Regions from separate parts of the Zea mays genome. Here region 2 is linked to region 1. A link is a contact called in public Hi-C data. All regions are on one chromosome and are shown on one strand. Each heading gives the region's core, a stretch centred on a gene start, on an enhancer-like site or on the middle of the called end of the contact. The rest is flanking DNA. Distances are from core to core; before and after follow the strand shown.

Region 1 (5,518 bases), core at 1,480-3,979:
TTGTATAATAGAGTCTCTTATGCTTCGAGAACCGTTTTGATATCTCTCCACTCTACATGCCCTTATGCGATCCACAGCTTGCCGCGTGTGGTTACCCTTGCAGACTACATTGTTTCTCGTAACGATGTGTAGAAGAATAGTATATTTTTTTTGTGTGTATACTCCCGCATATAAGTTTCTTATCTTGTCTTAATTTATTTCTTCTGATAAGTTTTTACTTTTTACTACAGTAATTTTATAGGTTATTCAATCTAGGGACATACTCAGGATAAAATGAGAGCGAGGACACACTTATAAATACGAGCACCAAAGAAAATATCACAGTAGAGACGTCTAAGTTGGACTAAACAAGGATCTCATCAAAATTTTCCTTTACGCTCAGCCAAAGGTCTTGCCAGGGTTGGATAGGACCACTGTCCCATTGTGTTGGATTCCGGGGATGGAAGTAGCCAAGTAGGTAGTATCAGGAATAAGTATTTTTCTTTTGAAAAGATCTGACTCCTCTAAGCAGACTTCAAGGATCTTGTCTGTGAAAAATGAAAGGAAGTAGAAAACATGCGTCCGATTGACTTTTATTCTTTCGATGTCTGGCATGGCAGCCTGGTCTCTATTAGGATGTATCTCTAAGGATGGAGTAGAAGCATGAAAGGTTGTGAAAAACAAGGAGAAACAAGAGCTGCTATCTCGTTTGGAGAAGATAGAGGATGATCTTGACTTAATTACGAAATGGTTGCCACGTGAGTTGGTTGGAAAGATACAGGGTGGAAAACAGTTTGTACCGTTTATGTTGAGCACAATTTGTGGCACTGAGCACGGTTGGACGGTCTAGCTCTGAGAACTGGACGGTCTATCCGTAGGCGCGGACGGTCCGCGAGTATATCAAATCAGGCGGTTAAAACTCCTGTCTCCTCGCGCGTTTAGCCTTCTAATCCCGCGAGAGATGTTGGAGAATGCCTAGGGACGGGTCCAGACCTCCCTCCCTTATATATTTGAAGGGTTACGACCAATTGAACACCCAACAATTGATCAATCAACCAAATTACCTTTCGGTCTTTACCTTTTGCCCTAGAAGTAGACAATAACTTAGATTCCTACGAAGGAATCCTTGATATACAAATGTTGAACTATGGTGTGATTACGTTGATTCCTAAAATCGTAGAAGCGAGCATTATTAAGCAGTTTCGTACGATTTGTCTTCTCAATGTTGACTTTAAAATATTCACCAAAGTGCTTGCAAATAGAATGTCTCATGTGGGCAAGGTTTCGTTACTCTTAACGAAGTCCTTCAAGAACTGAGATCGAAGAAGAAAAAAAGGTTGATTTTAAAGATAGACTTTGAAAAAGCATACGATAAAGTCAGATGAGATTTCTTAGCCGAGGTTTTGAAATCAAAGGGTTTCCTCGGTAAATGGTGTGATATGGCGATGAGGACGGTGGAAAATGGTAAAGTGTGTTAATATTAATGGGGAAAGAAATATCATTTTCAAAATTTTCAAGGCTTTGAGACCGAGAGACCCTTTGTCGTCGCTCTTGTTTAACCTGGTGGCAGGTATAGTAATAGCAGTCTGTACATTCTCATGTACCACCAGCAACAACATGTTCACCCATGCTTCTTAATTTTGTTGTTGGTCAACGTCGCAATAACGGCAAAAGCGCCTCCATAGCTTCTACACGTGCAGAGATGAAACGGCGTGACACTAGTGTCTCGTGCACGCTGAGAAGAAAGACAGCGATGTATTAGATGCGCCGCGCGGTATAGTGAGAGAGACGACGACATCAACCTAGATGAGTATTTTGATTCTTACACGTTAACCCTTTTGTGTATATATAGATCTCGAGTTATTATTGTGGTTTACTAGCGTTCCCATACTTTATAACGGTCCCCTGTGGCCGGTATGTATACTGTATAATCAAAACATCTTGGTACGTGCCGGTGATCGGACGGCGGATCCGGCGGCCGTGCCGGGGACCCAGAGCTGTTCCCAACGTAAAGGGGGGCATGTTCGTTTTGATCCGGAGGCGCACGCTGGCCCGTGGCCCTCTCTGGTTTAGGCGATCCGAGCCCACCAACGCTATCAAACTCCTCAATCTACACGGCTTTCCTGGCGCGCGAACTACCTAATCAGGTCAGGCCTACTACTAAATTATTGGCTCCCGGGTCCACCACCGGAGAGACGAGGCCATAGCCATACATGACGAAACGCTACGAGCACATGCAACAGCTCATGGGGTAGCTAGCCAATCGGTGGTGGCGGTTGCTCCACCAGATTTTGGAAACAAGTACCAAACTCATTCCCCGCCTTCTCGTGTCGGCCTTTTTTTTCCTTCTTGAATCATCATGAACTGGTCCTTCCGCGCCGAGCTTATGGCTGCTCTGCTGGGTTCACTAACCACCAGATGAAGAAGAAAAAAAAAATCTATCTCTACTAGCGGGAGAGGTAAAGCTTGAAAAGAGAAGCTAGTGCTGGTACAAGTGTAATAGGAGTTGTTGCGTACCTAGGAAACTACTCCACCGAGGATGATGGACAGATTGGCCTCACTGCTACCTACGTACTAGGCCGGTAGGAGGAGTAGCGCATCTAAAAGGTGGCTGAAATATAGAGCGAACCCTGAATTTGGTAATGAACTAATGCGCATCTAAAGTGTAATTTCCTTGGAAAGAAACACTCGCCTTTTTAGCCACTCACCACGCTACCCATACGACCCATCGGCCGCAAGCGCAAGGAACGCACACGGCACACGGGCGGGGCCGGCGCCGGCGGATCAAGCAAGCGCAAGGCAAGGCATGCGAGTCTAGCACGCACACGCACTGCCACTGCCATATATATGCGCCTCCCTCCCTGGCCTGCCATATCTTCTTCCGTTTCCGTCTCCCCTCTTCTTTGTTACAATAAACAACCAATCGAAGCCCCAGGCAACATCGACCGACTAGAGTAGATAGAGCTCAGTGGCGGCCGCCAAGAAACACCTGCGCCCTAAGGCGAGCAGCGGCAGGCATAGGATGGGCAGGTCCCCGTGCTGCGAGAAGGCGCACACGAACAAGGGCGCGTGGACCAAGGAAGAGGACCAGCGCCTGATCGCCTACATCAAGGCGCACGGCGAGGGGTGCTGGCGCTCGCTGCCCAAGGCCGCCGGCCTCCTCCGCTGCGGCAAGAGCTGCCGGCTTCGCTGGATGAACTACCTCCGCCCGGACCTCAAGCGCGGCAACTTCACGGACGACGACGACGAGGTCATCATCAAGCTCCACGCCCTGCTCGGCAACAAGTAAGCACTCAGTCTCAGTTCGCCGCCCGCCCGCCGGTACCATTATTTCCCTCCTCCTCGACTCAATCATTTTCCCATCGTCGGCCGGCCCGTCGCGCGCAGGTGGTCGCTCATCGCGGGGCAGCTGCCGGGGCGCACGGACAACGAGATCAAGAACTACTGGAACACGCACATCAAGCGCAAGCTGCTGACCCGCGGCATCGACCCGCAGACGCACCGCCCGCTGAGCGCCGCCGCCGCCCTCACCGCCGGCCTCCCGTCGCCCGCGCGCCCGCCCACCGTGCTGTTCGCGCGCCCGGCGCCGTCGGAGGACGGCGGCCACAGCAGCGGCGGCGGGAGCGCCGACCACGCGCCGCGGTGCCCCGACCTCAACCTGGACCTGTCCGTGGGCCCGCCGTGCTCGCCGCCCAAGACGCCGGCGGCCGCCGCGTCGACGCCCACGTCGCAGCAGCAGCAGCAGCAGCGGACGACGACCATCTGCCTGTGCTACCACCTCGGTGTCCGCAGCGGGGAGGCCTGTAGCTGCAAGTCCCCCTCGCCGGCGGCGGCGGGGTTCCGGTTTCTCCGGCCGCTCGAGGAGGGCCAGTACATATAAGGCAGGCGTCGTCGATCACAGTAGGCCGGCAGAAGCAAACCTGTAAAAACAACCACAGAACAGAGTTTCTAATGGAGATGATGACTGATGTGGATGGATGATGAGAGATTGAGAGCATAGCATCATTTCTCGTGTTCCCCTCGCTTCAAAACCGATCTATTTCTTATTTCCGTTTTCCTTTTTAGGGTTAATTGCACGGTTCGTCGCTTGGGCGCACCGTGTGATCTTGCGCACTCGATTCGGGCGGCCCGGCGTGACATTCGTGCCATGTCACCCATGTGGGGTCTTGTTCGGTTAATCCCGTTACCCATGGATTGGATGAGATTGAAAAAAATTAAGAAAGAGTTTGACTTAGTTGGGATTTAAACCCACCCAATCTCACTCAATCCATGTGGATTGGAAGCTAACCGAACAAGCCCTGGATGGGGTGGGATGGGATGGGATGGGATTTAGACATATAGTAGTAGTGCTGAGACCTGAGAATCCGTCCTGTTGGTTGGTAGGTACGCGATTTTTTTTAAAAAAAATCTGGGTGCTCCCAGGAGAACTACGAAAAGCACGAAGCTATAACGTGGATTAGGCAACGGAGAATTTTGCAGAAACTGACATGACATGGCCTTGTTTTTCTGGGGAAAAAAGGGTTTTTTCGTTGCTGTTTAACCGTGAGAGTGACGCCAACGAAAGAAGCATTGGATGAAGGCGTGAACATGGTGGGTGCCGTAGTGGTAGTTAGCCAACCAACCCAACCCAGGTAGGTCGACTAGTAAAAACGACAGTGGGAACACGAGTAAAAGCGCAAACAAAGATCAGCGCCGGCGGCCGCCCCGCTCGCTGGATTCCATGTAATCCTCCACGTTTCCAGTCATTTTCTAATACTGGCCGAGTAGTGATATAATAGGAACGAACAATAAACCCCTCCAACCATAGGATTGTCCCTAGCGAAGCTGCATTCACACGTACTGTACAGAGATAGCGAGATGGACACGCGTGCAAGTGGCCACTCTGCCCGCAGTATAACCGCAACCGCCGTTCCGAGCTGTTGGCTAGAGCTCAGCGTCTAGGATGAAAAATTTCCCCAGGGAAAAGGAGATGAGCCACCCCCCATCCCATCGGGATCTTCCTTTTACTTTGGAGCTTTCCATGTACCACTTGTCACCTGTCAGCCTGGAAACCGCCGGAGTATAAAAGTTCTTTATCCTCTCGTCAGACCGTGGACGAGCAGAGTTTCTTGCGGTTGCGGGTAAGTGTCCGACGTGCACATCGATGGGTACCAGGGCTTAAAACTTTTTTTTTTGGCCTAATCAACGCTCGCGCCAGCGATTTTTCAAAGTCTTTGACATTTTGGTCCGTGTCACGTAGTAGTACCGCACAGTGCTTACAGACTAGAGAATGCTGGGTATTTATGTATGTACCCCGAAGGTCCATGTCCATGTGAGGGTTTTCTCTTTCATCGCGGCACCTGAAAAAAAAGAGAGGGTTGGTTAACGGGTCCCCCGCCCATCTTGTTATTCAGAATCCGGTGCACCGGCCATCGTGTTTTGTCGTACCTCGCTGCTGCGTGCTGACAGCGGGCGGAGCTCACCCACCAGTCAGGTAGATGATTTTCCCAGACTCTAGTATAGTCTATATATGTGTGTTCATGCCACGTACGTACCACGA
Region 2 (5,114 bases), core at 1,530-4,029, 340 kb before region 1:
TGAGCGAAACTGCACTTAGACATTTTAATCTTCCAGTGATCAGACGACAGCAGCTCGAATACTTGTTGTAGGTGAGTGAAGTGGTCTTGAAGGGAGCGGCTGTAGACTAAAATATCATCAAAGAACACAATAGTGCATTTACGAAGAAGAGGAGCCAAAGTATGATTCATGGCTTTTTGAAATGTGCCAGGCGCCCCAGTGAGACCGAATGCCATGACCCGGAATTCATAGTGTCCTGTGTGGGTTTGAAATGCTGTTTTGTACTCTTCCCCAGGCTTGAGCAATATTTGATGGAATCCAGCTCGCAAATCCAATATAGAGAACCAACAGGCGCCAGCTAGTTCATCCAATAATTCATCGATGATGGGAACTGGGTACTTAGATTTAACTGTGAGGGCATTCAAGTGCCTATAATCGACACAGAACCTCCATGAATTGTCCTTTTTCTTGACCATGAGGACAGGCGAGGAAAAGGCACTGGAACTGTTTTGAATTATGCCATTTTGAAGCATTTCAGCCACTTGGGATTCCACTTCGTCCTTCAGTGCAGGGGACAACCGATAAGGTCGTATATTAACTGGGCGAGCACCATCCACTAATGGAATGGAGTGATCACATGCACGGCTCGGTGGCAACGTTGTAGGAGGTTGAAACAAGGCATCAAACTGTTGCAGCAAGGAACGAACCGGCTCAGGAACAGCAGAAGTCGTGGCTGAAAATAAATGTTGTGGTGTCGATGTCGAGGACACGGAACGGATTTCCAACAACGAACCAGCAGGAACCAATGACTGACAATCACGCAGGACAATAAGCTGATCTTGAAATGGTATAGACAGCCATTTGTTCTTCCAATCTATCAACATTGGGCTGAACTGCTGTAGCCAATCCATACCAAGGATTGCGTCATAGTGAGGTAAGGACAGTAACTTGAATGTTGTGCGAAACGGGACACCCTGTAAAGTCCAGTCTGCTTCCACCAGCTCTGAAGTGCATGTAAGGACCTCACCATTGGCTACGGTGACCATTAGCGGAGTCGACACAAGAGTAAGGCCAGTGATTGCCGCAACGCTGTTGGTGTTCAGAAAACAATGTGAACTGCCAGAGTCAAGAAGCATCAACAATTCCACGCCTTGCAAACAGCCTTGAAGTCTGAATGCTTGGGCCTTGGCTGGGGTTGAAATGGCTGCCTGGGACAACATTACTGCGAACTGGTCTGATGAATCTTGGAAATCAGGATCAGTATCTGACTGGTCATGATCAAAGAGTTCCCACATCTCTTGGACTGCATGTAGTTGAACAGTTGGAGAACATTTATGGCCCTTGTTCCACTTTTCAGCACAATACTGGCATAATCCACTGGCACGCCGATATGAACGAAGAGAAGCCACTTTGGAATCAATTGTTGGCGCTGGCTGAGTTGGAGTTTTGGAGGATTCTGGAGCCAAACCGCGCGATGGATCCCAGCGAGCAGACTGTGGAACAGCCGACTTCCACGACGAACGGCCAGCATAAGATGAATCGCCATGAACAGGATCCGGACGCCGAGACGAGTCCCCAGCTTCCTGCAATAAAGCCAAGGAGCAGGCAGTATCGAGATCGCCAGGACGTTGTACAAGAATCACAGATTTGATGTCATCCCTCAACCCATCAATGAATTTCATGGTATAGTATAACGGGTCTGTTGTGTGTTCATATGTGACTAACAAATCAACTAACTCTGAAAAACGATCAACATAGTCTTGGACTGTGGAGGTCTGCTTAATGTGGAAGAGTTTGCGAATAACAAGTTCGTGTTGCTCCCTGCCGAACCTATCATGGATAGCTTGACAAAATTGGCGCCATGACATGGACGGAAGACGCGGTTCAATGGACTGTAACCATCGAGCCGCAGCACCCACAAAGTGCATGGTGGAGACCTTAACCCAGACAAAAGTCTCAGTAGCATACATCTCAAAGTAATCTTCGCAACGCTTTTGCCAGAGCTTAGGGTAGGTACCATCAAACGTAGGGAAATTTAATTTAGGTAACCCCCCACAGTGACGGCTAAGTGGGCCACGCTGACCCCAATCACCCTGACTATGGCCACAATGAGCGTTGAATGAAAATGAGGGCGAGTGAGGGGAGCTCCACATACCCGTGACCGGGTAGTGAGCGTCGGCACCGGGGTGCACGTGCCCACTATCCCGGTAGTAATTCTCGAAGCAGGACCCAAAACGTGGGCGATCTGGAGGTTCTTCAGGAGCAGGGACCCTTCCGGATCCAGACCCGTGCGCACCGAGGAGACCGGGTTGTCCAGATCCATCCACACGGGCGTCGGTGGACCAGCGGATCCCCATCTTGGAGACCTCGGCGCGGATCGAATCGACGGAGGAGTGGAGGGACTCGACCGATGCCTCCACGCGAGGGCGCCACAGCTCGAAGACGTGCATAGTCGATTGGAGGGCGGCGACGCGAGTTTTGACGTCAGCTTCGATCTGGTGGAGGTGATCGGCGGCTGAGGAGAACTGGATCTCCACATCCGCACGGAGGTCGGTGGTGACGGAATCCAGGCGGCGGCTGGATGCAGAGACCTGAGATTCAAGCTCTCCGACACGGGATTCCCACTTGACATCCATGGCGGACAACCGTTTGTCCAACTCGGACAACAGGGAGCGGGTTTGGTGTTCGAGGGCGAGCGTGAGGGCTGAATCGATGGGTGGAGAAGCCATGGCGGACGGCCAAGGAAAGGTGTCTTTGATACCACTCTGTTAGCAACCTGGAAGGAGGAGGAGAAGAATAGGAGAACCAGAGGAGTTCTATTCCAGGATACTAAGTTTTCCTTACAAAATGCATACCGTCTCTTTCGGCTACGCTAGTACTTAAGACAGCCACTTACGCACGGGAGCACGCAGGCTCAGACCCAACACCAATATGCCGACTCACTGCACCCACTCTGGTCCTTGCTGACGGACGTTGGCGCGACAGACACGGCGTGTGCGGACAACTGGAGCTGCTTCCGGTTCGCCGTTTGGTACGCCTCGGCTGACTGTAGGGGAATCCATACTCTCATTGTTGACACTATTCGATATTTGAATGTACGTGTGTTGTTGGTGTAAATACAAGGGTTAATTATATGATGCAAAAACTAGTGCACCAGATACAAAAATCCAATGTGATGTAAATGTAATAGGAAGCCAATTGAGGTCGCGACGAATGTGGAGGAAGCCAGTTGAGGTCCAAGTTATCATGTCTGCCTGTCTGTTGTTTGGTTCTGTGTACTACTCAACTTTAATCTCAATCACATCGGATATTTGATGCTAGTTAGAATAGAGATGAAAACGGGTATCCGAACAATTAGACCAAATCTATATTTTAATATATATATATATATATATATATATATGATATTTGATGCTAACATTGTTACGGCGTTAGTTAGCATCGGTCTAATTCACGGTTGCAAAAGATCTTCATTCGCTGGCACACGCCACACGCGGCCACGCCTCTCACCGGCTCACCGCCAGCCACCACCCACCCCACCCCCTGCATGCAAGCAAATATACAGGAATAAAACTACGACTATACTACACAAGCGAAGACTGCGAAGTCCACATCACTGCCCCCTGACGCACCCCGCTGAAGGTCAATTGGCCACACGCACGCACGTACAGGTACAACTCAGTCAGCCGATCTCGAGGGCTCGGCAAGCAGGGAAGGAGACTGGATTCTGGACCGGACGGTCACGCCTGCCACCGTCAAGCGCAGGCTTTATGCGCACATCAACCTCCCCGGAAGGAGTCGGCACTCGGCAGGTCACCTGGACTTGCCGCGCGCGCGCACGTCATGGTCCGGCCGTCCCTCCCCACCCCGCCTGAATTGACTGGCCGATCGAAGGAGACGTGCAGTTGCGCGGCGTACGTACCAGCCCATGCCACCATTTGGCACGGCCACACCCACACACGGGCTACTACGCGCCGCGCGACACGCAAACGGCTAAGGACTAAGTTATGCCCGTTATCTGTGAGCAAGATATGCACAGAACCTGCGTGTCGCCGCCCTAATACAGTGTACCGATTTTTTTGATTGCGATACAGTGTAGCAATTACTACCAATTATACCTTGAGTGTCCGGTTAATAACGGTGGTCCGCCGCCGCGGACGTACACGCTCTCACATGGTGGCGGCATGGCGTCGAACGATAGCGCCGGCTCCATGATTTGGCGGCGCCCCGCCGTGTTTTCCAGGGAAGGGAACAGACGGGAAAGAGAGAGGCTGTAGGTGGTGGCAGCAGCAGCAGCAATCGATGCCCCTTTTTCTCAGCGTACTATTCCTCTTTTATAAAGCGCACACGACTACCGAAAATTAGTTTTTGAATTTGTTATCAATAATTTGACTAGTATTTATAGTTAATACAATATAAAATTGGTATAGTTAGATTTGTAATCAAACATACTATCCATTATTATAGATTTATAAATATAAAAAAATGATATGGAATAAATGGTTGTTCAATAATTTAGGAGACAAAACTATGTTAAATAAAAAGAACAGAGAGCGAGCAATATAAGATCATATCTAGGCTCTTGGACCTTCATGTGCAGCTTATGATTGGTCCATGGATGATGGGTGGCGAATATGAATCGGAAATCAATCGATCGGTGCATTCAATCAGAGCGGCGTGTAGTTTCTTTTTCTTTAACTAGCATCGTTGCAATAATAATAAAAAACTAGAACGCAATAACTGGCCTTATAGGAGTCGACAAGATTGCTAAAAGCACCCAGTGATGGATCTAGCCTTAGCTTAGCCAAGCCTATCCAAGCTTATCAAGCCGTTATTTGTGTTATTTTAATTGAAAAAGTTCAGCCTGATTCACGAACCATCCCATGGGCTTGAATTGAAGCCGGCACTGTCATATGCACTCACATGAAGGCCTTCTCCCACCACCCCCACATTCATCACCTATTCACCTTATCTATAATTTCTATTCGACCAACTTCAGAAAGATTTTAAAAGTTTCCCCAAAAATTAGTTATTACAGGTGAGCTAAATTTTTTTAAGGGTGAATTATCATATGTACTCCAACAGTTAGAGATGGTCGAATACCCGCTCTTAGAATCACAGTGTATAATGATTTA

The links. Hi-C and Micro-C count contacts between places; a contact is called where the count stands out from the background.
Region 2: a Hi-C map of bundle sheath shows a contact between it and region 1, with 3 times the contacts expected there. The contact joins the promoter of LOC100382585 here to the promoter of LOC541754 in region 1. A contact is called at or near these places in 3 of 25 Hi-C or Micro-C datasets (bundle sheath, endosperm and leaf).

What each region holds. Positions count from the first base shown.
Region 1 is chr8:172,366,133-172,371,650 of Zm-B73-REFERENCE-NAM-5.0, reverse strand. It overlaps LOC541754 (myb-related protein 308), which reads left to right and starts at 2,729. Exons shown (of 2, transcript XM_008658794.4): 1 at 2,729-3,264; 2 at 3,367-4,036. The coding sequence starts at 3,002. The coding sequence ends at 3,859.
Region 2 is chr8:172,710,563-172,715,676 of Zm-B73-REFERENCE-NAM-5.0, reverse strand. It overlaps LOC100382585, which reads right to left and starts at 2,779. Exons shown (of 2, transcript NM_001175315.1): 1 at 2,135-2,779. The coding sequence starts at 2,611.